Regions from separate parts of the Mus musculus genome. Here region 2 is linked to region 1. Evidence: chromatin contacts called from public HiChIP or PLAC-seq data. All regions are on one chromosome and are shown on one strand. The core of a region is the stretch at or near the end of the contact, and the rest is flanking DNA. Distances in the headings are between cores, read along the strand shown. Region 1 holds the start of Nktr (natural killer tumor recognition sequence). Region 2 overlaps Ccdc13 (coiled-coil domain containing 13).

Region 1 (2,700 bases), core at 15-2,514:
TTAAGGAACAAGGTACAAAAGCTTGGAAAGACGGTAAGTCACTCGTAGGTTTAGGTTTTTGGATATGGAATTTTGCTTTATGTAACAGACCCAACCTCAACACTGATTGTGATTAAAATTTTCTACAACAGCACATTTTTTAAAAAAGATTTATTTATTATATGTAAGTACACTGTAGCTGTCTTCAGACACTCCAGAAGAGGGCATCAGATTTCATTATGGATGGTTGTGAGCCACCATGTGGTTGCTGGGATTTGAACTCGGGACCTTCAGAAGAGCAGTCGGCGCTCTTAACCACTGAGCCATCTCGCCAGCCCCAACAGCACATTCTTATTGTGTACCTTTTGTTTTGAGACAGGATCTACCTAGCCCTGACTGGCCAGGAAGACAATATGTAGAACTGACTGACCTCAGACTGAGAGCCACCTACCTCTGCCTCTCGAGCCGCTGGGATTAAAGGCTGTGTATTATTGCTCACAGACTTTCCTTTTGTAAGGTTTTACTTTCTGTTTTGCCTGCATGTATGTCTGGGCACCATGTGCATGCTTGGTGTCCACGGAGGTCAGGGGAGCGCGATGGAAACCCTGAAACGAGATGGTTGTAAGCCACCATGCGGTTATTGAGCTGGGCTTTGAACCAGGTCCAATGCAAAAGCGGCCTCTAGACCATCTTAACTGCTAGACCATCGCTCCTGTCAACTGGTTTGGTTTCTTCACAGGTCTCAGGTATCTCAGGCTGACCTTGAACTTCTGAATCTCCTGCCTTTACCCACCAAGCGCTGGTGCGCAGGTGTAAACGCTACGGTTTGTGTTTTGCTTCGGGGTTTTGTTGTTGCCTTGATTTTTGTTTCCTTTCGTTGTATTTCTGAGAAAGCCTCAAGTGACCCAGGCTGGCCTCGAGCCGGCGGCCAGCCTCGTCTCACCCTGGCGGGCAAGGGAGGCACATCTGGCTCCATCTGGTCCTCGATTCTTTTAACGCGAGACAAACAGCGTGACCGCATCAACCACGAGAGAGAACAGGTCACCCGCCACGTCGGCCGGAAGCCTGGGATTCACCCTGCGTTCATCCACTGGCCACGCAATCAGAAATCTCGCGGTGCTGCATGAGTGAGCCGTGGTTGACAGCTCGCACACGTCTGCGCACTCGGGATTGGACAGGGGATCCTGAGGGGCGGGGCACGAGAGCCCTGGCGCGGACCGCCTACTCCGACCCCACACCCCGCTCGGCGGCGAGACGAACTCTCGCGACGCTTGCGTCCGGCCTCGCGAGCTCTGGCGTGGCGCTCGCCGGCTGGCCCTCACGGGGAAGAGGTGGCGTTCCGTTGGTGACGTTAGGCTCCGGCGGCGCCGGCAGGGCGTTCTCCGGAGCTGTGCGGCCAGGTGAGAAGCTCGACGGGAGCGCGGGTAGCCGCGGCTGGGGTGGGCGGGCGGGCGGGTGGGCAGGGTGGGGCGGCCTCTCGTCGGCCGCGTCCCTGTCAGGCGGGCCGGGCCCCGCCCCGCCCGGCCGCCCGCCTGCCCTCAGCGCCCTCCTCCCTGTCCGCAGCTCGCCGCCGTCCCGCTGCTGCGCTCGCGATGGGCGCCCAGGACCGGCCGCAGTGTCACTTCGACATCGAGATCAACCGGGAACCGGGTGAGCGGGGCGGGCCCCTCTGTGGGCCCGGGTCGGGGTGGAAGTGGACGCGGCGGAGCCGGAGCCGGAGCCGGGCGGGGGCGGGGCGGGGCGGGCTCGGCCGGCCAGAGCTGCGGAGCCGCCGCGGTCACGAGCCGGCCAGCTGCCCTCCGCTGTCCCTCGGGAGCCTTCCCGAGAATGTACTGGCTCCGGGAGACGTGGCTGGAGAGGAGAGACTGAAGGGCTTGTGCGGGTTCTGTAGCCCCGGGATTGCTCCTAGGCTGCGGCCGCGATGTTTGGTTTTTTTTTTTTTTTTTTTGGAAGTCCAGTGTGCAGCCATTCATTAATCCCGAGGCGTCGACGTCTCTGTGTGCAGAGAGGTGGCTGCTGCACACATCGGTGCGCACACATGTAAAGGTCGCGTGTGTATCGAGCAGGAACATGTGTACGGATGCGCGGTTCTCAACCGACAGGGATCTTAACTGGAGGTGTGTGGTGTGCGCCACGTCTTAGGTCGCAGTGGACTCGCAGGAGAGCTGCTTGTCCTGGGCTCTGGAAGGGCAGCAGTGACTAAAGCAGGGCTGCTGCTTCTTTTATGTTGACGTCCTGGGGGAAAGAGGCAGGAAGTGAAGGGGTAAAAACCGCATTCCCTCCAGTAGTGCTGTTTTAGTCAGGCGGTGAGCGAGAAAGGCCATCTTGAGAAGATGACATTTGAGTAGGTGCGAAGCCGAACCTGTGGAGGGACGCCTTTGAGAACTGTGCTTGGTAGTGGCAGCCAACGGTTAGCTTGGGTTCTGAGACAGCGCTTGTGTTTCTTGAGGGAAAGCGAAGGTCCCGGTCTGGCTGGAGTAGAGGGAACAGAATAAGGAAAACTCAGGCTCTAGGATAAAAGGAAGACGGTGACGGTTCTGAACAAAGGATTGGAGCGATCTTAAACGTTCTGTTTTTCTCATCTAACATTTCGACCCTGACTGTAGCTGCAGTTTATTTAGCATTTACCAAACTTACTCTGGAGATTTTTCACGGATTTTTTTTTTTTTTTTGCAAAACTAATGTATTAACATACTCAGAAAGTAATAGGAATATAACTGG
Region 2 (2,700 bases), core at 48-2,547, 100 kb after region 1:
CCTCTTCCAGAGTGTCTGAAGATAGTTACAGTGTACTCGTATAAATAAATCTTTAAAAAAAAAATCATCTGAGCTGGGTGTGGTGGCCTTTGGGAGCCAAGGGCAGGCAGATCTCTATGAATTCAAGGCCAGCCTAGTCTGCAGAGTGAGTTCCAGGCCAGCAAGGGCCACACAGAGAGACGCTGTTTTAATGATGGTGACGATGGTGATGATATGTTTAAGGCAAATGCTGGATTATTATACTACCTGTCTCTCTGTCTTAGATATTCCTGGGACCTCCATGATCAAACTATTCAAGCTCCTTCCATCTGCAACAAAAATCGAGTCTAGAAAAGAGCAGAGCTGCCCTGGAATGCATGGGGTTGGGATGGTTCAATGGGATTAGAACCCTTGTCTTGGCCAAGTCTCCCAAGCTCAGCTTCTGCTGCCAATGGTGCCATAGATTGTCACGGCAACAGAGAGGTTGGTTAGCAAGCTAAATACCCATCAGGCCTTGCTAAGACCTCTGTTCCTGCCCCAGTGGACCAGGGGCCTGGACTTTTTGGGAATAGGGTGGTCATAACGGGGGCTTTTGAATCTTTTGGGTGTTTTTTAGTGGAACAATCAGAAACTCCTGTAAATGCTAGTGTGAAAGAGAGGTCCATCAGACCAAGTCCAGGAAGTTCATGGAACTTGGAACAGCCTACTATAAAGCAGTAGTCATAGAAACTAGGCCCGGACATGGGGTTCAGAAGTCTGGGTGCACTTAATACCACTGGCAGGATAAAAGTCAAAAATCAATGTAAACAATATTAACAGAATGGAGAATTCTGAAAAACGCAAATAGATCTTTGAAAAACTACGCATTTTCTGAGTTCTGCCCATGTGGCTGCCTGCTACCCTTTTCTGCTAGGCACCTGTCTTCTCTCTGCTTATGTGTAGCTTTAAATCTACCCTGGACTAAGAAGCCCTCTGCTGACGCTCAGAGCCTCCTGTCATGAGACTGAGAGCCCTGGTAGCCCTGTTTAGGACACTGTAGGACATGTTAGCCCCCTGTCACCCCTGTGCCACTGTGGCCCGGAGCCAGGCTCTGATGCTCTCTCCCAGCCTCAGCTCCGCATCTGCCCGCAGAGGCACTCAACGGGAGGAGTGCCAAGGGCACTGCCTAGGGCAGGCTCTGGGGCGGGGCAAGGGACTTGGGTGGGTGGGTGACAGTGACTAACGCCATATGGCATTCTGGAGAGGCCTAGCAGCTGGCCCACCCTCTGTCCCAGCCACCACACAGGCTTTGGGGAGGTGGGGCTATGTGCCAGCCTGGCTCCCACTGCAGGCTGTTTCCTTTGAAGGACAGCTACAGAGCCCTGGGAACAGGCATTGTTGACTGCTCATAGCACAGCCTTCTGAAGCCTCTTGCCTTCCCTGCACTCTAGAATGTGCTTCAGAGGAGACTGGGGCCAGACCTCTAGAGTGCAGCTGCCCCTCAGGGTCCAGTGTTGCAGACGTGGTTTGGTCGTGTCCTTGAGCAGTATATACCAGGGAAAGGACCTGGTCTGGCTAAGATGAGAACTGTAGCCTGGCACACTCTTCTATTAGAGATCCCTGCTCTTGTAGCTGGTTACAGAATGCATCTGAGATTCCTGTTCCAGTGACCCAGGAAACCACCCCCCCCCCATCCCTGATTTATGTTGGCTCATGTCCTTTTCCTGCCTGTGAGCTCTGGGCTCAAACCAAATGCTAAGCAGCTGACACCCAGGTGAGCCAACTGTGCACAATGTTCCAGCTCCCCAGCCTCTATGCCTTGAAGGTACTGTTCCTCTTGGCAGGCCTTCACCACCTACTTCACCAGAGCGTAGTACAAGGATAGCTCCTACTCCAGCTTCTCAGATGCAGGGTGAGCTCCTGTTGCCAGTTCAGGCTAGCCCATTTCTAAAGGCCCATCACACCCTCCTGTACATGGCTAGTCCTTTTCCTCTTAGAACCCTCTATGGACCCAAAGTTATGAATCCCCGTGTGGCAAGGCAGATAATTCTATCAGGCTAACAAGGGACCCAACAGTTTCTCACCCAGGGTAACTCAAGTCAAGGGATCTCACTGGTCCAGATAAATCAAGGACATCTTGGCAGTATTCCTCGCCAGGAAGGGCCATGAAAAACACTGCCTACTAAGAGCACTGTGGCTGCCTCCCTAGCAAGAAGACTGGTTCATACACCCATTCCTGCATCCCAAGAGGCCCATCACTGCACACCCAGGACTAAATTCCTGTTAAGAGCAGCAAGCAGTGGCCTGATCCTAAGGCATGGGCCAGAGGCAACATGGAGCAGGAGGGGCACTGAGCTGGGGGTTCCAGGGCTTGGCCACCTGTCACAGTTGGTCTGGCTTCTTGAGAAAACCCTGATGTGGATGCTGGGACACTCTGCAGACAGGTGAGATTTAACATGACTTGGGCTCTACATCCCTGGCAACCCATCTATGGCTGCTTACCTTCCTCTCATAAAGCCACATTCACATTGCCGACATCTGTGGCATGTTCACTAGCTACAAAACAAGGTCCGAGGCACAGATCTGTAAGGCTGCAGTGCTGCTCGGGGCCACTGCGCTCTCAGGAGGCCGGGAGACAGCTGTATCACTACACTGCAAGTGTGAGGGTCTGAATTCAGTCTTAGTACCATGTAAACAGCTGGCATGATGCCAAGAGCTTGTAATGCCAATGCTGGGCAGGGA

Evidence for each region. HiChIP or PLAC-seq counts read pairs in DNA pulled down with a chosen protein or histone mark.
Region 2: a contact with region 1 is called in an H3K27ac HiChIP or PLAC-seq map of stem cell-derived neural progenitor cells. The contact joins the enhancer-like site here to the promoter of Nktr in region 1. A contact is called at or near these places in 11 of 39 promoter capture datasets (3T3-L1-derived adipocytes, cranial neural crest, embryonic stem cells and 8 more), 3 of 484 Hi-C or Micro-C datasets (the HPC-7 cell line, cerebral cortex and cortical glia), 3 of 115 datasets of contacts at active chromatin or transcription factors (embryonic stem cells and stem cell-derived neural progenitor cells) and 3 of 9 other capture datasets (adipose tissue, liver and pancreatic islet).

Annotation. Positions count from the first base shown.
Region 1 is chr9:121,717,917-121,720,616 of GRCm38.p6, forward strand. Nktr (natural killer tumor recognition sequence) reads left to right here and starts at 1,265. Exons shown (of 17, transcript NM_010918.2): 1 at 1,265-1,379; 2 at 1,543-1,629. The coding sequence starts at 1,572.
Region 2 is chr9:121,821,539-121,824,238 of GRCm38.p6, forward strand. All of the region lies in intron 5 of Ccdc13 (coiled-coil domain containing 13), which reads right to left. Among named protein-coding and RNA genes, the nearest start is that of Ccdc13, 17 kb to the right of the region's middle. Within about 2 kb of position 1,298, at least 47 of the 459 cell types and tissues checked have an H3K27ac peak or open chromatin away from gene starts, as enhancers often do. A contact at or near this core is called in cerebral cortex, cortical glia, hippocampal neurons and 2 more, where this site is marked.